Regions from separate parts of the Danio rerio genome. Here region 2 is linked to region 1. A link is a contact called in public HiCAR-type data. All regions are on one chromosome and are shown on one strand. The core of a region is the stretch at or near the end of the contact, and the rest is flanking DNA. Distances in the headings are between cores, read along the strand shown.

Evidence for each region. HiCAR-type assays count read pairs that join an accessible place to other places.
Region 2: a contact with region 1 is called in a HiCAR-type map of caudal fin, with 6 times the contacts expected there. The contact joins the enhancer-like site here to the promoter of dip2ca in region 1. A contact is called at or near these places in 6 of 18 Hi-C or Micro-C datasets (caudal fin, embryo, hematopoietic stem cells and 2 more) and 2 of 4 datasets of contacts at active chromatin or transcription factors (caudal fin and embryo).

The regions. Positions count from the first base shown.
Region 1 is chr24:31,087,116-31,094,915 of GRCz12tu, forward strand. dip2ca (disco-interacting protein 2 homolog Ca) reads left to right here and starts at 3,293. Exons shown (of 37, transcript XM_073940855.1): 1 at 3,293-3,676. The coding sequence starts at 3,598. It also overlaps a transcript of larp4b not described here.
Region 2 is chr24:31,272,935-31,280,734 of GRCz12tu, forward strand. All of the region lies in intron 31 of dip2ca (disco-interacting protein 2 homolog Ca), which reads left to right. Among named protein-coding and RNA genes, the nearest start is that of zmynd11, 46 kb to the right of the region's middle. Within about 2 kb of position 4,452, at least 20 of the 62 cell types and tissues checked have an H3K27ac peak or open chromatin away from gene starts, as enhancers often do. A contact at or near this core is called in caudal fin and skeletal muscle, where this site is marked.

The sequences.
Region 1 (7,800 bases), core at 2,043-4,542:
TTGAGCTCTGAAATATTTTTTTACATGCTAATCCTCTATCAGATGTACTAATGTGATATTGTAGCAGGTGTATGTATACCTGTTCTTGTGTGCATGCTTTCTTTTACGTTTTTCTTTTTTTTTTTGGTTGTTTTTCCTCTCCTTTTTTCTTTTTAAGCTTTTAATGGCACACGTTGATTTGCTGTATGATTTCTGTTTCTCGCTGATTGTTTGGGAAGAATCTGATGCCTCTTCATTGGATTCTGAAAGATCTTCACACTGCAATAGTGCTCAGGTTGCGAGGGTGAAGTGTTCATGTGCCTAGTCTGATGTGATCTAAATGATAGATGAGTTCTTTGGCTTTGTTTGTTATCCTGGTGTGGTGCTATGGTTTGTCACATGGTTACTTTGGTGCTTTTTATCTATGTAAATGGAGCGAAAGACACCAACACGCACCAATGTCTGTCGTATGACCTTTAACCATTCGCTTTCATATCACCACAATTATACGTGTGGGATTGTGTACATTTCTATAGTGACGTATACATCAAGAGCAAAAAAGATCTGAGCCTCCAGCACACATGGACCAGCGCTATTTTGTGAACTTTCTCCTGTACGTTTCCGTGTCACTCTCGTTTCTACTAATCATTCGTTCAGTTCGTTGGTTCTCACCCGTGTTTGGGTCGAGCGAGACAGACCATGTTTTTGTTTTGATGTCTTCCTGCAGTGTGGAGCACGTGCAGAATGCTTTGAGATGTTTGTCTTGTTGTTTATATTCTCTTTGTATCTTCCCGGTATTTTTTTGTTTATTTTTTTTTACCCCTCGGTTTATCAAAGAAAATGTTTTATGTTGATTTTTCTGACTCTGAATGCAACTGATTATTTTTCCATCAACAAATGAAGCATACTCTGAAAGTTTCATTACATAAACCTTTAAGGTGTTAAAAAAGGAAACAGACATCACATATAAATTAACAGTGTTTGAAAACTTGAATTTTATTTAAACTTGAAAAAAAAGTCTCTGCCTTAACTTTTTAGATGACAGTTTGGAGGTTTTTGTTTGTTTTTTTTGTTTTTCTTTCAATTCCCAAAGTGTAGGAAAAAGGATGATGTGGTTGAGGCGTCACAAAGCCTTCGTCACTACATTTTGTGTAGCACAATACTTTTGGGATTGAGATGGGATTTCTGTTTTGTTTCGTTTCTCCTCTGTGTAAATGCTTGTAGTCTAAACTGTAGTACATGTATACACTCGTATGTGTGTGCTTTCTTTGTACAGATGTAAATAATTGGAAAAATGTTAAAAAGGTACCCTAAAATTGGTTATGAGAAAATGTATGGGAAAAAAAAATAATAAATAAATGTTAATGACAAATTGGATGTCTATTCAGTTAGGCTGCTTTATTTAAACCAGGTCATGGTTTCTTTCTCAGGCTTTGGCTGACATAAGTGACCACAAGGTGGCATAATAAAAGCGTTAATACTTCATGAAAATCAACCTTCCGGTCTAATAGGCTTTATTCCACAAGAATAAAGGAGATACAGGACTTTTAGTTGCAGTTTTTGAATGTGTATATCGGCAAGTAAAGGAAATATTGAAACCCACAGCATTACTGAAAGACCTTAAAGGGGTAGTTCACACAAACATTTTAATTCTGCCATCATCTACTCATCCTCTACTTGTTTCAAACCTGATTTACCTTTTTTTCTTTTGTTGAACACAGGAAGATGTTTTAAATCAGCAAAAGTGCAATAGGAATGTGTGTACTATGTAAGTCAATGCTTCCCACATTCTTCAGAATATCATTCTATGTTCAACTGAAGAACTTATAAAAGTTTAGAACCAAGTGTGTTTTTTTTAGTAGAACAATCCCTTTATTACCGTTGAGTCTAAGGTAAAAGAAAGATGGTTCACTACAGCATCAAGCTGAATGAATTCAACACTGCATAAAAACCTGGTCATGATTCTGGTTACCTTAACAGTAACAAATATAATAAACATGGTGTAAATATCTAAGTTAGATTGAAAGAGCTATTTGATATTTAAGCTGTGTATGTGTGTGTGTAATTTTTTTAACACATTTCTAAACATAATAATTTTAATAACTCATTTCTAACAACTGATTTATTTTATCTTCACCATGATGACAGTAAATAATAACTAGATATTTTACAAGACACTTCTATACAGCTTAAGTGAAATGTAAAGGCTTAACTAGGTTAACTAGGCTGCTTAGGGTAATTATACAAGTTGTTGTATAACGATGGTTTGTTCTGTAGACTATCCACAAAAAAGCTTAAAGGTTCTAATAATTTGGACCTTAAAATAGTTTTTAAAGATAAAACAAATAAGACTTTCTTCAGAAGACAAAAAAATATCAGACATACTGTGAAAATTTGTTCTGTCAAACATCATTTGGGAAAAAAAAAAAAAAATTCAAATGTAGCTTAATAATTCTGATATCAACTATATATATATATATATATATATATATATATATATATATATATATATATATATATATATATATATATATATATATATATATATATATAGTGCCAGCATATATGACTACACCATATTTTCTGTATTATGGGTTACAATATTTTATTTGTGCATAAACATTAGTCTGAAGCCAAATCTGGACCTAATCTAACAAAATCACTTACAATAATAGTTCAAAAATTAGTAGCCCATATTTATATGTTAGGGAAAAATATTAAAGATTTTCAAAAACAGCAAAAATCTACAAAAACGTGTTTTTTTATGTGCAATATTTTGCATGAATTTTAATTTATTATCATTTCATTTCCAAAGATGTTCTGTGACTAAAATATTATTTTAATAAAGATATCTGTTTAATAAATCTGTTTTGTTCAAATGCACCGATTCATATTACCCATATTCACTAAGAAATGGATACACATATTCATTTTTATAATGGGAAGTACAACTTAAAATTAACATTACTACTTTAAAAAATGCTACTTAAGCCTGTTTCCTTTTTAATTGCATTTTTAAAACAACTAAAAATATATTAAAAAAATAATATTCTGAATTATCAGAACTTAAAATACGTATCTATTCAAATGCATTTTATGAATAAAAACGGTATTAGTTTACTATTACAATGTAAGTTAATACTTTTTATTCATTCGTTTATTTTAAAATTTATCGATAATTAATAATGATCGACTTTACTTAAATTCTCATCAAGAAATTACTAGCATTATTTTTGGAAACATAAACATAGGCGCTCTTCCGCCCTCTTGCGGCCAAAAACACCACACTCGCCTTGCGTCATGAGAGAGTGACAGTGAGAAAGAGAGGGAGAGACTGGAGAAACACACACACACAGCGCTCCGACCCGTGAGCTTCACCGCACTGACAGTCCACATCTTCCACTGCTGACTCCAACGGCGGAGCCCTTCAGATATGGCGGGGCTTCGTTGAGAGGGACAGAAAATCTCCCGAGTAGCACCGTTCACCGAGCAGTTTGTTTTTGGACACGCGTCTCCCGCAGCCCTCCTTATGCACCGCTGCGACTCGGAGAAACGGCAGCCGCGCTGAAAGAGTCGAAGAAAGAGGACGAGAGTGATTTTTACCCCTTTGAACGGACAATGGCGGACCGCGATGCATTGCCCCTTCCATTGGAGGTGCGGGCCAGATTGGCTGAGCTGGAGCTGGAGTTATCCGAAGGTATGAGTGGCATTTTAAATGACTTATTTCGCTCGACAATACGGTTGTTGCGGAGGATACGTTAACGTCCCCCCTCCTCTCCTCCTCCTCCTCCCACCCCAAAACCCACCACCACCTCCACCAACCATACCAACACAACCAACACCAGATGTTGGAGCCAATTATTATCCCCGCAGCAGCGCGGAGCTTGCGTTCGTAAGGGCGTTCGTTCGTTTGATGTAACTCCCGCCGCATTCTCTTTGTTACAATGTATCTATTTGACCTTGAGGAGACCAAAGACTTCGGAATTGATTCTTTCTGTTCCGTTAGGATTCTGAAAACGCGTTTCCCTAGGGACCGAGCGTTCGAAATTCCGCCGTGGAATCTACATGTAGCCGTTGATGGTTTTGAATTTCTGTGGCTGTGTTGTTATTTATGCTAGTGTAACGTCTTCTGTACACCAGCAGTTTGGTAAACAAGCAGTTCAGTTTCCTACAAATGCATCGCCATTATTCCATCTATTCCCTTCATATAAGGCTCTGTTTTGTTCTGCAAAAAGATGCAGGCGTAGTTATGCTGCAGATATTGGTTTACACATGATTTATGGTTTGTCAGTATGAAATTATGAACATAAAAGCACGAAATGATGGATGTATGAGTGGTACATAATGTAACGTATGCTCTTGTCACGACAGCCACAAACTTTAAGGTTGTCATTTTGTACAGTAATGCAGCAAATATTGTTTTTTTACACAGCGTATTCGGTTTTTGTTACCCAAAAGCTGCATTAATTATAACACCAAAATATGTCCTGATGGTCTACTATAATGTGAAATCAGCATTATAAAAACATGACATGGAGCATTTAATGATACAAATCATAAACTAACTTTAAGGTTGTCATTTCGGACAGAAGCTCAAATAAAGCAGTATCATGTATTTTCATAGCATGTCCAATATTTCTGCCATCTTTAACACTGCAAAAGCTGCATCTGAATCTGCACAGACATGTACACTAATGGACATAAAATTACTCAAAATTAACATGTTTTTTATTACAGAAGTAAGAATAAAAATGTACTAACTGAATATTGCATTAGGACACAGATGCTCTTGTCCAAATGTTAAGGCGGTTCTTCTTTTTTGCACAGAAGCAGAAATGTTTTCATGTTGCATACCATCTTTATTACATCTTTATAATGCAAAAACCTTTGCCTAAAACTGCATTTCTACCTCACAAAAGTTTTAGTTTTTAAAAAAGATAGTAAAATGATGCAAATGCAGAACTCATAGTTCTTTATAGAGGTATACATTATGAAACGTATGCTTTTGTCAGGACAGCAACAAACTTTAAGGTTGTCATTTTGCACAGTAATGCAGCAAATATATATTTTTTCACAGCGTATTTGGTTTCTGTTACACAAAAGCTGCATTTATTATACCACAAAATATGCTCTGATGGTCTTATAATGCAATAGAACATATAAGTATATAAATCATCAACAAACTTTAAGGCTGTCATTTAGCACAGAAGCACAAATAAAGCAGTATAGTGTATTTTTGTAGTGTATCCAATCTTTCTGCCGTTTTTAACACTGCAAAAGCTGCATCTGAATCTGCACAGACATGCACAATAATACTTTCATAAAACTACTAAAATTAACATGTTTTTTATTACAAAATTATGAATAAAATGTACACATTTAATAATACATTAGGAAACAGATGCTCTTGTCCTGACAGGTTCAGGTGTTAAGGCGGTTCACATTGTATACCATCGTTATACCATCTTTATAATGCAAAACCTACACCTGAAGGTTTTCACAACAAAAAAAGCTTTTGTTTAAAAAAATGTGATTATAGTATAAAGATGCAAATACAGAACAAATAGTTCTGTATAGTTATACATTATGAAATCTATGCTTTTGTTGTGACAGCACCAAACTTAGTGTGTTCTGACTTTGGATTCTTCTTGCACTGAGCCAAAAATGGAGCAGTGCTTTTTTTATGACTTCTATACTGTATAGCATCTGTATGCCACCTTTACACTGCAAAAAGATGCACTTGATGCTGCATTTTTTCCATAAATAATAAATAATAGTCTTAACTCTGCATAAATTCAATAACATTAGATTAACACTTTTTAAATATATGATATTATGATTATAGGAGCATAAAATGGTGCGTTCAAAACTATTACACATTATTATGAAGCATATGCTCCTGTCATGACAGAAGTAGACTTGTTCTGATGCCATATTAACCTTTAAATTCTGAAAAAAGTACAAATTTTTACTTTACAAATGATTATTATCGATTAAGTGGATTGAACATAAAACAATTGAGTTGTCACAAAAAAACCCTCAAGAATTGTGCTGTTTTAGCTCATTTTAAGTGGTTTGAACAAACAGCAAAGGTAATTTTTGCATGGACACTTATTATTATATAAATGCTGGGCTTCTGTGACACAACGTTGGGTCAGATATGAACTTATTCGGGTGAAATGGCTTAAAAAGTCTAAATTTACTTGAAAAAAAATCCACAACCAATAATTCTACAGAGTGTATCTTTTGACCTTTTAAATAGTATGTATTAACTTAATATTGAGTCTACCAATAATCTTTTTATGCTAAAAAAGCCGAATGTATCAACCAGGCTCAGAGTTGGTATTCTTAACATGGCATTATAATACATCATTCTGTTTATGCATACTGATAATATTTAGACCCGATCAGAAACCCCGGCATGTAAAATTACAATAATTTATCGTGTTGACACTCTTGGCATCTAACACAAACTGGTTTGAGTGAACTAGTAACCTGTGCTCCATTTCCTGCCTTAGCTCATCCAAAAATTCATTTTTTGATGAAAATTACCTCATCTTTTGCTCTTCCTCATGTGGTTTTAAACCTTTATAAGTTGCTTTCTTCTATTGAATCCAAAAAAGATATTTTGAAAAATGTTGTTCGATGGTACCCATTGACTTCCATAGTTACTCAAATAGGTTCAAAACAAGTAAAGGGTGAGTAAAGGATGAAAGAGATTTCATTTTTGGGTGAACTATCTCTTTAATTCAATTGCATGGTGTTCATTTCTAACGTGTGTGTGTGTGTGTGTGTGTGTGTGTGTAGATGTGCAACTGTCTGCTGTGTGTAGATCTGAACCATTTAAGGCTATAAGTGCTTGTGCATTTGTTTACCCTGCCTCAAAGTTCCAGCAGACCTTTGTCTCCAAATGATACTAAAGACTCTGTCAGGAAAAACTGCATCATTTTATACCAAACATATCACAGTCAGTAGGTTTCAAAGACCTCTGGTTGACACTTGTTTAGTGTAGACTCACACAAAGCATTATGGTACTAAACGGTCCATTACATGTTAAAATTCTATTAATTAAGTCATGATCTTAAATGCTGGGTGTGAATTATGGAAGTGTCTGACGCCCCTAATTAAAGCCGAACCTGCTTAAATGAGGTCAAAATATGAGGATGAGGGCTATATGTGTTTTGTTTATACAATACATGTCATCAGCCAAACATGGATTATCTCAACCTTGCTAAAAAGTCTTAAGCTAGTATGTTTAAGGGTGTTTTTACACTTGAGGTTCTATTGTTCTAGTGTGTTTAGTCCGGACCAAAAGTGTGAGTTTTTCACAGTGAAAAAAAAGGCATCAGATCAATTCTCACTATTATGCTGTTAACACTTTTTTGTAGAATTTACAGTAGGGCATGCTCACACTATGCTATCCGAACCGTGCCCAGGCCCGTTTCCCGTATCATTTGAGAAGTGTGAGTGCGATGAATCGGGCTCAGGCATGGTTCACTTGGCCGGCCCTGGCCCGGTTGGAAGAGGTGGGCCTGAGCGCAGTTCACTTTGGCTTGGGCGCGGTATGCTTGTAGTGTGAGTGCAAAACGCGCCAAAGCCCGAAACTAAAAGCGAGATGTGACTTTAAGGGACTGTTTATCTTACTGTTCAATGAACGCAAACTGCCGTAGATTATTAAAGACTAGGGATGTAACGGTATCAGAATTTCACGGTACGGTAATACCTCGGTATGAATGTCACGGTACGGTATTTATTGAATCATTTACAGGAAAAAAAAAACTTTTGAAAATACTCCCAAAAAAGTGCCAAAAGTGTCAATGA
Region 2 (7,800 bases), core at 3,202-5,701, 190 kb after region 1:
AAAAATACTGTGAGAATAATGAATGAATAATGATTTAAAAATATTCTTCATAAATATTTACTGCTGTTCAAAAATGTTTGGTCTGTAGGATTAATAATTAATAAGAAATTTATAATGAATACTTTTTCTTAAAGATTTTTATTCTAGATAATTTTTTTAAAAATATCGTCATTAAATATCTTTAAATAAAAATATGCCACAGTTCCCAGATACATATAAAGCAACACAACTGTTTTCAGCACTGATAATAAAAATATTAGGTAAATTGTTATAGTAATAGAATTTTTGGTGGATTGTCTGACACTTATGCCTTGAGTAATCATGCTAAAATCCAGCTTTTAATAAATATATGTATTTAAAAAAACATTTTTAGTAATATCAATGCTGTTTTTATTGATACGTCTTTCTAGAATACTTGATTCTGATTGGTTGGTTTAGAATTCTGTGATGCGAAAAAGACTGCAAACGTGAATATTGAATGAATGATTCAGAAATATTCCTGATTAATTTTGACTACTCTATTAAATATTTACTTTACTAAAATATATAAATAAAAATATTTCACAGTTCCCAGAGAAATATAAAGCAACACAACTGTTTTTAGCAATTATTAAAAAAATATTAGGCAAACTGTTATATTAATAGACATTTTGGTGGATCATCTGACCCGTAAGACTAGAGTAATGATGCTAAAAATCCAGATTTTAATAAATATATAATTAAAATATATATTTTTCATAATATCAATGCTGTTTTTTGAATAACTAAATGTATCCTTGGGGAGAAACTGAATGATAATCTATAAAATATAATCAAATAAATTACAGTCAGCTTTTCAAGTCTATATATTTATTTATTGATCTGGTAAGTACCTGGCTGTGCATTTAAATGAGATATTATACAGGGTCAGTGTCACATATCAAATCTTGTTATGAGACAAAAGACTGATGTGAACTATATGAAAACAGTTTTTACATTCAGAGTGGTAATGATTTCCACCCACCTGCTTTTCTGAAAGATTTTGGAGATTTTTTGTTACCAAGCAAAATCATCTCAGCAGCACTTGATTAAACAGCAGGTGTTTCTATGGTTACAAACTAGAGATATTTTACATTAGGAGCCTAATGACCATTAAATCATAAGATTCTCTGAACAGCATCACGGTTTCTTCTTCATCTGGATTGTGGGATGTGCAGAAATGAGTCTTTGAGAAGCTTGGTGTTATCAGAGTAGTATAATCATTATAAAATATTGTTTATATCAATAGAAAAATTAAGAGACTACTTACTGCTTAGAAATGGTCTTTTTCTCTGGATTTACAGGATTTCTTAAGTGTGGATTAAAGTAAAATGTTATTTTTTTATTATTTTATAAAGGTCTGATAATTATATATATAAACAATCATTTATTACAAAATGATCTTAATTAAAATATTCAATATTATTACAAAAATATCTTCCCTTTTTTGTCACTCTGCATGTTGTTTGTTTTATGGCCCCTTATGCATCTCATTTCCTCCTTTAGTTTTGTTTCATATTTCTTCCTTTTCTTGGTCACCTTCACTGTATTCCTCTCTCCTCGCTCTCTCCTTCACTCATCCGTCACCTGGCTGTTGTAGCCGCACAGGCTCGGGAAGCTTGCTGATCAGGTATGGAAGTCCAGAGGTTTGATTGGGATTCAGCTTTAGCTTCTTGACCCCTCGGCTGCTGCTGCTGGGCTCATGATTCTTGCGGTGTGTGGCTTTTGCTAATGTAGTGGAAGGGACCGGCCGGATTCATCTAAATCAGTGTGACTAATTTATCAGACTAATGGCTGACCTGAAGGGCTGGTGGAAAGGCACCCTCGGGTTGATCTCACCTCAGAGCTGGTGTTGGCAAAGGTTATTTTGACCAAGGTGGATCTCTATGGAGTCAGTTCAGGGCTTTATATACTTGCAATATAAAATACTGTTTTCATTCATAATTTTTTTTTTTCTTCAGCTTAGTCCCTTATTTATCAGGGGTCGCCGCTGCGGAATGAATCGCCAACTATTCCAGCATTTTTTTACACAGCGGATGCCCTTCCTGCTGCAACCCAATATTGGGAAACACCCATGCACTCTTGCAGTCTTGGAACTGAACACACACAGAAATGCTGACCCAGTTGGGACTCAAACCAGTGACCCTGCTGTGAGGCGACAGTGCTAACCACTGAGCCATCGTGCCACCCAAAATACCATTTTGCTAACAAAACATAAAGTACTGAGCAAAAAATGATAGTATTTCATAGTATTTTTTTCATGTGGGCTATGTGACATGATTTTGGTGCAGTTAATGCTCGTAGCTGTTACACGCGTTAATCATAACATTATGCAGCGAACCTTCTCTCGAAAATGAGGACGTCCTTCCCACGTGATTCCGGGTGATAACGTCACTTAATTGGAGGCAGGCCCAGACCTGTCGAACACGCCCCAGTTCCTTTGACTCTGCCCCCTCATAAAATCAGGGCCAGAAAGTGAAACGTGCAGAAATTAGTGATGAGACGTTCGAATAATTTTACTGACTCAGACCTTTGAGTCTCGTTTATCAAGATGAACAAATCTTTTTTTGAGTCATTTACTTCATTTTGCCAAAATAACAATAAAACGTTACGAGATGCTTCCAAACACATCTACAACTACACCAAACGTTAATCACACAAGATACAAGTCATAACTAGAATGCTACTATGCTATGCTACTAAGAAAGATAAATTAATTCTTCATTGTTTACCTGGTGTTTTATTTGTGATTGCTCTGCTCACCTCTTCTGGGATGTCTTCAAATCGTGTCGTTCGTTCAGGTGACACTGACAGTCCCTTATAACCTTAACCAATGTGTACAGTCTGAGCTGGAAACACTCATAATTAGTTAACCTTTTGAGTCTTCTGGTATTTGAATCATTCGTTCATCACATGACAGCATGTAAAGATATGACTCAAACCCGAGGACTCGAGAAATGAATGGATCAAATCTTTTTTCAGCTTCTACTGTATATGATTGGCTTCTGTCTTTTATCTGATGAATGAACGACTTAAACCTGATAGAAGACTCATAAAAATTAACTAATCTTCACCTGTACAACGTGCACATGTGCGAATGAACAAATCATTCTCTGAGAGGACTCGCTGTTCTTGAGTCATATAAAAGATTCGTTCAGAAAGAATGACCTATCACTAGCAGAAATGTGCGAAGTGAAAATAGTATCGCAAACTCACTGTTGCCTGAAAAGCTTGAGAAGTTTTGTAAAGGCAGTGGTGGAAAAAAATATTTTCCATATATATTTTGCACTACCTGATTTTTATTTGCAGTTCTTTTTATCTCTCAAAACATTTGCGAAATTTTTTTTTTGACAGTTTTTTGCTCAATACTTTATTTTTCATTTGCAAAGCTTTATTTTATGTAGCAAGTATATAAGGCTCTGGATTGACTCCATTGTTCTCAGGTTTTATAAACAAAATGGCACCAGCAAGAGAAAAAAGAAAACCATTTTCAAATGCTCAGATGTGCCCAAGGTTCCTGTTTACGATATTTTGTAGTGTGAAACATTAAAATTCTGACTTCAACTGTATGTTGCATTTATTTATTTAATATAATTGCAGACGTTACAGTAGGCTATTTCGCATTGTCATTGATCTGCAGTTATAATCAAATCATGTCCATAGAAAAGTTAGTAATGAACATTTACAGTATATCTGTTTTGTGAGAAGTGCTTCTTCTGCAATATATGAACGACCAGTACAGCTTTACTTTGAAATTTCCTTGAGCGGGAATAACATCGACTAAAACTTTCTGTTGTAAGGCTACCCTTGGTACCCTTTTGGCAGTGGAAACGCAAGCCTGATAAGGGTGACCCATACCGACCTATACAGTACCAGTCTGTTGAAACTAGCCTTATGTAACTTGTGTTACTTGTAATGCGTTCCCACAGCACTGGTTATAATATTGGCGTATGCTGTTAAAATTTACATTAAAAAACATAATTTACCTACAGTTTCTTGTTACTGGCAACAGTTATTCTGATTGATTTAAATTATTTGATATAATAGTCAACACATATGAAGTTCAAAAGGTAAATTACTTTCACTTCTCTTATTATGGTAAAAAAAAAACAACAGAAAATCAATTTCAGGGATCACATGTTACCTCTAAACGAAAAGTACATTTTGAGCCTGGTACCACCTAATGCGCTGACTACAGTACTCAGATAGGTGAGATCAACCGTCCTGAACTTCCACTGGGTCAAGAAGAGCTGTGTGTTTGTGTGCAGCTGCAGTCATTAGTAGTGTTCCTGTAGCGTAGAGCACTAGAATCACAGCCATTAGCAGGAATGGTGCTTCCCCTCCCTCAAACGCCACATTGTTTTACAGTGACATCACAAACACAAGAGCCTTTGTTTGGAACATGAAATATCTCAGACTCCAGCTCGTGAGTCAGTGATCTGAAATGCGTCGCCTGTTCTTCAGACATAGAGAGACCTCTGCTGGCCTGGTTATGTCATGGGCTAAATCATGCACTTGCTGATATTTATTTCCCCGGTCAGATGGAGTTGGGGCGTCTGAGCGCATTATAATGAACAGTCATGGAAAATAATTGCATTCGTTTTATCGGAATGATGAGTGTTCGTTTGTTGCTCGCGCTCAGAGGCAGCAGTTGTTCGTCTTCGGTCTGTTCATTTCTCAGTTGCATTGTTTAATGAAGGTCATTTCACATGAGTCACGAAGATGGGCCACAGATGCATCAAACTCTTAAAAAGTCAATGATGAGGAGATGTGTGTAATGTACTAACAACACAGAAAAAGAACATGATTTATTGCACATTAAATAATGCAGCAAACATCATATACTGTGATTTATTTAAATACCGTTCTAAGCAGTGTTTGCTTCCTATACGTTTACAGTTAGAGACAATAAGAACATCCAAACAGATTACTCATTCTAAAAATGGTATTTGATTTAATTTGTCTTAATAAAATAAACTGAAAGAAATAAAATAAATTCAGCCCATTTAAAAGTCAATTTAGGCATCACTATAATATGATGCACAGTATGATACATTGAAATGAATGTGACAGTGAGTGTACGTTAGATGATGGCAAATGATTGCAAAAAGAAAATACTTCAAATAAGTTAATACTTGTTCAGTACCATCACTTAAAGATTTGATCATATTTTGTTTAGTTTGATAAATAAAAAAATTTCCGGAAATTTTATTGTATAAATGGACTGTCAGTTAAAAAACTTCATGTCATAAATAAAGGAAAATGTAATGTAATAATAAAGCTTCTTTCTCTGCTTAAAAGAGATTCAAACTATTTTGTGTATTGTGAAATTGTGGTTTGTCAACCCGATCTCACAACGAAACATAACTTCATGTCTTGTCACAAGTGACTAATTCAAACAATTTCATTCATATTAAAATGTACAATTTTAAAAGGTGTCCCCAAACACCACCCCTAAACATAATCATCATTGTGGATTGAGGAAATCGTATTAAAATGTATTAATTATGTCGTGAAAATTCACATGAATTAGCCAACAAATCAAAATATTTACATTTGGATTGCATTGGATTGGTTTAGGATATTTCCCTTATTGACCATTTCAATGTGGTCAAGTCATCGTCCTATGAACATTTCCTGCTTGTTATCAAAATATTTCATAACTGTAACAAGAGGCAGTTCAATCATAACTTAATGTTAAAACAGTTATCATAAGATTATCAATATGGGGCTCTTTTTGGATTCTCGGAAGTTATAGAAATTTAAATTGTACAGCAGTAAATACGGTACCATTGTTTTTGTTTACATCCCTCAAAATGGTTTATAACAACATGAAGAAATGTTAGCATTTAGTGCTTCCATCACTTTTTTCAAACTGTTCCTGTCCACGGACTGCAAGAGAGGGTAACATGAAAGGGGCGTAACTTAAAGTTTTTGAGATCCCATTGAACCATTCTAGATGTTGTCAGCAAGATGGTGGAAATAATACTTTCTAGAGAACATTAACAGCAATTGTTTTCATGCAATTTTTCTAAATGTATCCACAACTTATTAATTTAATATATTATTAAATTCATTCATTTAGCAACTCCACTCACTGACTTCTTCACTACTCTGTGTCATTCCCTGTTGTTGCAAATAACAATCGCTGGTTGGGTTTAGGGTTGGAGTAGGTGTAGGTGTAGACGTTAATAACTGACGGTTGGGTTTAGGGTTGGAGTAGGTGTAGGTGTAGACGTTAATAACTGACGGTTGGGTTTAGGGTTGGAGTAGGTGTAGACGTTAATAACTGACGGTTGGGTTTAGGGTTGGAGTAGGTGTAGGTGTAGACGTTAATAACTGACGGTTGGGTTTAGGGTTGGAGTAGGTGTAGGTGTAGACGTTAATAACTGATGGTTGGGTTTAGGGTTGGAGTAGATGGAGATGTAGATGTTAATAACTGACGGTTGGGTTTAGGGTTGGAGTAGGTGTAGGTGTAGACGTTAATAACTGACGGTTGGGTTTAGGGTTGGAGTAGGTGTAGGTGTAGACGTTAATAACTGACGGTTGGGTTTAGGGTTGGAGTAGGTGTAGGTGTAGACGTTAATAACTGATGGTTGGGTTTAGGGTTGGAGTAGATGGAGATGTAGATGTTAATAACTGACGGTTGGGTTTAGAGTTGGAGTAGGTGTAGATGTTACTAACTGTGACAGTTAGTTTTAGGGTTAGAGTAGGTGTAGCTGTAGACGTTAATAACTGAGATGTTTAGGTTTAGGGTTGGAGTAGGTGTAGACGTTAATAACTGTGACGGTTGGGTTTAGGGTTGTAGTAGGAGTACTGTAGGTGTAGTTGTTACTAACCGTTACCGTTGGTTTTAGGGTTGGAGTAGGCGTAGGTGTAGACGTTAATAACTGATAGTTGAGTTTAGGGTTGGGGTAGGTGTAGACATTAAACACTGATGGTTAGGTTTACGGTTGGGGTCGGTGTAGATGGTAATAACTGTGATAGGTACAGAGGTGTTATAGGCGTTCATTAATACACGTTGTAATGGGTAATTTAGTAAATACTATGAATATTTTTAGCAACAAAAAATAGCAACAATCAGCTTGTGCATGCATGTTAGAAAATCCACTACGTATTGAATCTGATCCAGTACGCCATCTTAATACATTCTTATTTAAGTAATCTTGCCGACAACATAGTTTTGACATGTGGATCTCTAAACTTTGTTATGCATCTACTACAAGTTAGGCCGCCTTCTCTTGCAGTCCGCAGACAGACCCACTCCTTTTCTCTACTTCTCATGTTTTTGAACGCTGAGATTCAGTACTCTTTTAAAGATGTGTAATAGAATGCATAAAACCAAAAAATCTCATCAATGGCAGAGAAAGAGTTGAAAATACTATTTTGATTGAACTCTTTGTCCACTTAATACTGTATAACATGCAAAAGCTCCAACTTTGTTCAGTAATTAGTCTATCTGCAGCACTTTTTATAGGCCAAAGCATTGAGTAAATAATACGGCAAACGTTAATAAAATAAACTGAAAGAAATAAAATAAATATGATTTTAAATGGACTTGTTGTCCACTTAATACTATATAACATGCAAAAGTCATAAATTTGTCCATTAATTAGTCTATCTGCAGCGCTTTCATAGGTCAAAGCATTGAGTGGTGCACTGAAGGCTATCTAAAGCTGATGTTAAACTCTCTCTCGTCCACCCAGTGGCTCAAGATCTGCAGTCCTGCAGCGCTTTCACCGCCAGCAAAAACATTCAGATCTTTGAAGAGTCTGTCAGCTT